2 separate regions of the Mus musculus genome follow, and region 2 is linked to region 1. The links are chromatin contacts, called in public HiChIP or PLAC-seq maps. All regions are on one chromosome and are shown on one strand. Each heading gives the region's core, a stretch centred on a gene start, on an enhancer-like site or on the middle of the called end of the contact. The rest is flanking DNA. Distances are from core to core; before and after follow the strand shown. Region 1 has its middle 48 kb from the start of Gm32073. Region 2 has its middle 9.7 kb from the start of Mir155hg.

Evidence for each region. HiChIP or PLAC-seq counts read pairs in DNA pulled down with a chosen protein or histone mark.
Region 2: a contact with region 1 is called in an H3K27ac HiChIP or PLAC-seq map of bone marrow-derived dendritic cells, with 4 times the contacts expected there. The contact joins two enhancer-like sites. A contact is called at or near these places in 2 of 39 promoter capture datasets (both in the C10 cell line), 1 of 15 datasets of contacts at CTCF or cohesin (CD8 T cells), 5 of 484 Hi-C or Micro-C datasets (B cells, bone marrow-derived dendritic cells, bone marrow-derived macrophages and 2 more), 5 of 115 datasets of contacts at active chromatin or transcription factors (CD8 T cells, bone marrow-derived dendritic cells, regulatory T cells and 1 more) and 1 of 9 other capture datasets (bone marrow-derived macrophages).

Annotation. Positions count from the first base shown.
Region 1 is chr16:84,605,322-84,608,021 of GRCm38.p6, forward strand. No RefSeq gene overlaps it. Among named protein-coding and RNA genes, the nearest start is that of Gm32073, 48 kb to the left of the region's middle. Within about 2 kb of position 1,435, at least 31 of the 459 cell types and tissues checked have an H3K27ac peak or open chromatin away from gene starts, as enhancers often do. A contact at or near this core is called in B cells, bone marrow-derived dendritic cells and bone marrow-derived macrophages, where this site is marked.
Region 2 is chr16:84,701,937-84,704,636 of GRCm38.p6, forward strand. No RefSeq gene overlaps it. Among named protein-coding and RNA genes, the nearest start is that of Mir155hg, 9.7 kb to the right of the region's middle. Within about 2 kb of position 1,440, at least 243 of the 459 cell types and tissues checked have an H3K27ac peak or open chromatin away from gene starts, as enhancers often do. A contact at or near this core is called in B cells, bone marrow-derived dendritic cells and bone marrow-derived macrophages, where this site is marked.

The sequences.
Region 1 (2,700 bases), core at 185-2,684:
GGAATTTAAATAAAGATGCACATAGATTTCAAAATAACTAAGAAATTTTATTCAAAACACAATAAAAAGGATTAGAATGCACTGAAAAAGAGCAGTCTGTTTAAGTGCTGACTGGTTCTATTAGTCAGGGTTCTTCAGAGTTACAGAACTCTACATAGTAAGGGAATTTGTTGTGATGACTTGCAGTCTGTCATCTAACTCCCCAGAAATGGTCAGCTGTGAATGGGAAGTTCAAGGATCTAGTAGTTACTTACTCTGCCATGACGAGTAGATTCCAACAGATATGCTGGCAAGTAACTACAAGCAGGCAAAGAAAAGCAAATCTTCCTTCTTCCAATGTCCTTATGTAGGTCTCCAGCAGAAGGTGGGTTCCAGATTAAGGTGTGTGCCACCACGCCTAGATCTGGGACTTGTTTTGTCCCAGGCTGACCTTGAACTCAGAGATCGCCTTGTTTTAGTCTCCTGAGATTCATAACCACTATGCCTCAAGATCCAAGTCAGAAACTTGTACCCCACCCCCCAGCCTCAAGATCCGGATCTTGAAGCATAGGCTTCAAAATAAAATAAATCGTTTTTAAAATGTAACTGTAGAACGTTTAAATTGGTATGGACAAAATCCTATCCCCTGGATACTTTTTCACAAGTATTCCTTTGCAGCCTTGAGAGAGAGAGAGAGAGAGAGAGAGAGAGAGAGAGAGAGAGAACATAGCTTTAGCTACACTTTATGTTTGAAGTGTAGACAAAATTTCTTCATGCTTGTTCTCTCCCTCTCCTTCTCCTCCTATCCCTATCTCTATCTGTGTGTGTGGCTCTCTCTCTCTCTCTCTCTCTCTCTCTCTCTCTCTCTCTCTCACTCTCACTCTCGCTCTCTCTCTCTCTTTTGCACCATGCTACCACATACAGAGTCTCCTTGAGAGACCTTCCTTCATCAGTGAACCATGACAAGTTTGTCCTGGGTCACTTCCCCTTTTCCCTTTTTAGAAAAAAGAATATGACATCTGCTTCAACGTAAGCAAATCAATGGAAATTTTAAGAAAATTTCTAGATGACTATCCATAGTAGATACTTTTAGGAAGTGATTAAGAAAACCTAAATGTGTGGGTCTTCTACCATCTGCTGCTCAGTTTCGCCTCCATCCTGCTTTTATAAATGGGGGAATTGTGAATTGAACACATCTGTAGCCTTTTCTTCAGTCATGTTGAGTATGTGAGAAAGTTGTAGGAATTTCTAGTTGTTTAACACAAATTGTTTCTTGCGTGGAATCATTTCAAATTTGCTCCTGAGAGAGTAAGATTTTTGCAATGTAGATGACACAGTTAGCCCTCACTGCCAGCATGAACTGATCATTTTCTCGCATCTCTATTCCCCTACCTCTTCTATTTACAAAGTCACTGAAGGGAGGAAATGAGGAAATTCCTCTCTGACTGTAACACTTCCCAGGTCTGAGAGAGCTGTTGAGATTGTTGTGCCTGGGGGACTCCCTCAAAGAGGTTACAGCTTACACTTACCTAAGAGATCCTTGAATTTTCTGTTGCCTAACAAATGCCATGCCAACGTGGAGAGGTATCTCAGTCAATCAAATGCTTGCCTTGACCTGAGCTCAATTCTTAGAGTTCACACAACAAAACTGGGAATGCTAGTGCTACACTGGGGAGACAGTGACAACAGACCCCTGAGTAGCACGCCACTAAAGAAATCTCCTCCCAGTGTATACAAGACAGACAAAACCTGATGGACACATCTTGCATGCACATACAACCAACAACCACACAAATCTGTTTCCTTCCTGCCATCCCTATCCCAAGTTTCAAAGAACCAACCTACGACTAACCAAGTCATTGTTCTCTACATTTTCAGGACCTAACTATAAAAAGAGACACGATGGTGCTGTTAATTTGAGGGCCTGTTTATAAATCACTTAAATTTATAAGTTTTGTAAGGAAATAAGAATAGGCTTGGCATCTGGGGAAGATGTGGGGGAGAGAGAGAAAGAGGTGAAAGAGGTTCTCTTAAAATACAAAGACTATAACTTTTAAGAGAGAAAATATAAAAGGAAAATACAAAACACTGGGGGAAACACCAGTTGAAAAATAATAGACCTGCCTATAAAACTGTTTCTATAAAGACTAGTCTACAAATTGAAAGAGACAAGCTCTTGGGATGCATTTAAATAGGAAAACTGGTTTTTATTTTTTTTTTAAAAAAAGGAGGGTATGGGGGAGCTATGCTTGCTTGCTTTTAAGCCTCGGCTACCATCTAAACATACACCACCCATTAGTACACCCTTACCCATTCAGCAACCCTCACACTCACGCCCTGGAAAGTCCGAAGCCACTGACTTCACTCCTCCAGAAAGACCTGAGCTATTTAAAACTAGGGTTAGACTTCCTGTCTCCGCCATGATAGTCCCAAACTCCTTTTTGCTTGATTGTTTCCTGCACAAAGATGTGGCGATGGGGAATATACAGTGAGTTAAGAAGCCAGAAGTAAAAGGTAATAAAATAAAAACTTTTGAAAGAAGCCAGATCCCACAATAATATCTCCACATCCTACAATACCCGTAGCTCAGCAACCCCCAGAAACATAAAACCCTCAGGGTGCATTTCCTAAAGGTGACTCCCACCTTTGAGTAAATGGTTAAGGACAGTGGCTTGATAAAGACAGAAGGGGATCTTCGTCAGACATCTTCCAGATGGTAGT
Region 2 (2,700 bases), core at 190-2,689, 97 kb after region 1:
TGTATCTCATTTTCTGCCTCCCGGAATGTCCACAAACACATATGTGGAGTTTTAGGGGAAGGCCTGACTTATGTCGAAGGCTTTATAAATATGCGTTATAACCAACATGGTCACTCTTTGAATTATACAAGAGGGAAATTTTATGCCTTGAAATGAGAGGTTCTTAAAAACGTTTGCAAGTTCCTTAACCAACCCGGGCAGTCTGTAATATTGCTGTAATTTCCAGCTCCTCACTCATTCAGGAGACTAGAGACTAAGAGTCTCACATCCATTCTACATGAAATGCTCTAACACATCTTCTGACCTTGAGGTGGAAGGTCCAGGAGTTGGACACTCGGCCTGGAATGCAGAGTGACCTGCCTTATCTTAAAAACAAAACAAAACAAACAAACAAAAAAAAACTAATGGGACCCATGATGGTGAACTTCGCATAACATATCCTGCCTATCAGGTATTTACATTTACGATTCATAACAGTTATGAAATAGCAGCGAAATAATTTTATGGTTGGGGGTCATCACAACAGAAGGAACTGTATTAAAGGGTCGCAGCATTAGGAAGGTTGAGAACCAGTGCTCTAAACTGCATGGAGGCTCCCGAAGGCATTTCTCCTGCCGGTTTGCAGTGTAACCTTGCTAGGATGGTCTTTTCTCCGTACTCTGGTGTTCCTAAAGAAAAATGCCTCCGTTAGGTAGAGTGAAGGTGGAGGAGAGAGTAAAGAAGAAAGTCCGGAGGGAAGCAAAGAGCAGAATGTAAAGCTGGGGAGGTCAAAATTAAAGCACACCACAGTTGTTTGTCTTTAGGATGCCCACGTGTAAACGCAGGTCCCCACAAGGGCAAGTACTTTCTCAGACCTGTTGCTCATTCCGAATCACTGGCGGGGTCTGCAAGGGTCAAGGGGAAGAGGGCGGCGAGCAGGATGCCCTGAAGCCCTCCTGTCTGTCCTGGTGAGGCTGGGGAAGCCTTCCAGCCTGGTCCCTCGGCCGCCCTGGGGGTGTGTAGACTCCCGGCCACCCTGCTGCCAAAAGTTTGCAACTTCCCCTGCGGGCAGGCGGGCGGCCCGGCGGCGGCATTCGACTGCGTTTCCTTTAAGAATAAAGCACCGCGCGGCGGGTCAGGAAAGTCCACGGCGCGGGTGGGAGAAAACCCGCGCCGTGACCCCGGAGGAAGGGAAAGGGGAGCACCCGGTTCTCGCAGCGCTGGACTTTTTTTGTTGTTTGTTTTCTTTTGTTTTGGACTTTTCCTTTAAAAAGAAAAAAAGAAAGAAAAGTTTTTCGAGCCGGAGGTTCCAAGAACCGGCGGGAGGGGGGCGCGGCGGGGGCTTTTGCAGCCGGCGCTGGTCGGTTATGAGTCACGAGCGGGCTATAAAAGGGTCGCCGGTGCGCAGCGCCGGCTTCCTGTACGCGGCCGCCGCCGCGGGCGCCTGGGAACACGGAGCGAGGGCAGCCGCGGCCCGGGACAGGGACGCAGGTAGGCGCGCGCTCCGAGGACGCGGGGTGCGGGTGCGGGCGGGGTTTCAGCGGGGGCCAGAGGCGCACGTGGCCGGGGACCTGGGCGACCTGGGCGGTCAGGGCTCCGGGTGATCGGATGGGGAGAGGGAGTCCTGATGGAGGGGGGCTGTGCGGTGCCCTTGGGGAAACAGAGTTAGGCACCTGTGACATGGCCCGCATGGGTGTGAAATGGGGGATCAGAAGGGACCGGCTTCAGTTCATAAATAATCCAAACTAATCTAACCAAGTTAGGTTCCCGTGGTTTTTAACGGAAGAATGAAGCCTGGCTAACCCTTGAGCTTCTGTGCCTGTTTGCTCCCTTCGTGCCAAGGTGAGATTTTTTTCCTGAGGCACTTGAGTTGTCTGTTGGGTTTTTGTTGTTGTTGTTGTTGTTGTTTGTTTTGTTTTTTGCTTTTTTTTTTCTCAGAAATCTCCTAGGAGCGTAGGTCACTTTTTTGTTGTTTTGTTGTTTTGTTTGTTTGTTTGTTTCAGCTTTCAGGAATGGACCCGATCTATTAGGGTTTGTACCATCTAAATCAGAGGGATTAGGGTAATTAATAACGCAACCTACTTTGTAAATGCCAAAGCTGACAGGAAAGTCCAGATTATATTAAAAACTGGGAAGCAGGGGTCCCAGACAGGTGAAGTTACCACTCCAACACCACACAGCAGAACTAGGACAAGCTGGGCTCTGAAGAACCCAGTGGCACCTGAGGATAATCGTAATTTACTTTTACATTTTGTGTCGAATGGAGAATGTGAAGCGTGCACACCATGTATGTATTCCTAAACGAAATTACTGCTTACTGCCTCAGCTTGCCTCTTCAGAAGTACCTAATCTTGTCTTTGACTTTGGCATAGTGTATATATAATCTAAGTATCAATACAGCCAATCTTATAATGATCATAGGATTTGTCTTTTAAAGTAGATTTGTGTACAGTACCTCGTTGCTTGTGAAGGGACAATAATATAGTGCTATTGTAAGTGAACGAACGGTATTATAGGCTACTTAGTTCTCAGAGCAATGCCCAGTCTACCATCTAAGTGGGGAAGGGATGACAGGAAATGGCAGGATAGGTGGTATTACCTCGATTTTGACAGTGGGGACTCAGAATCTGAATTTTCTGTAGTTAGGTCACAGATTCCTTAGATCCGAGTAGGGTGTGAGATGGGTCATGTGGGGGTCGGGAGGCAGGCAGCCAGCTATTG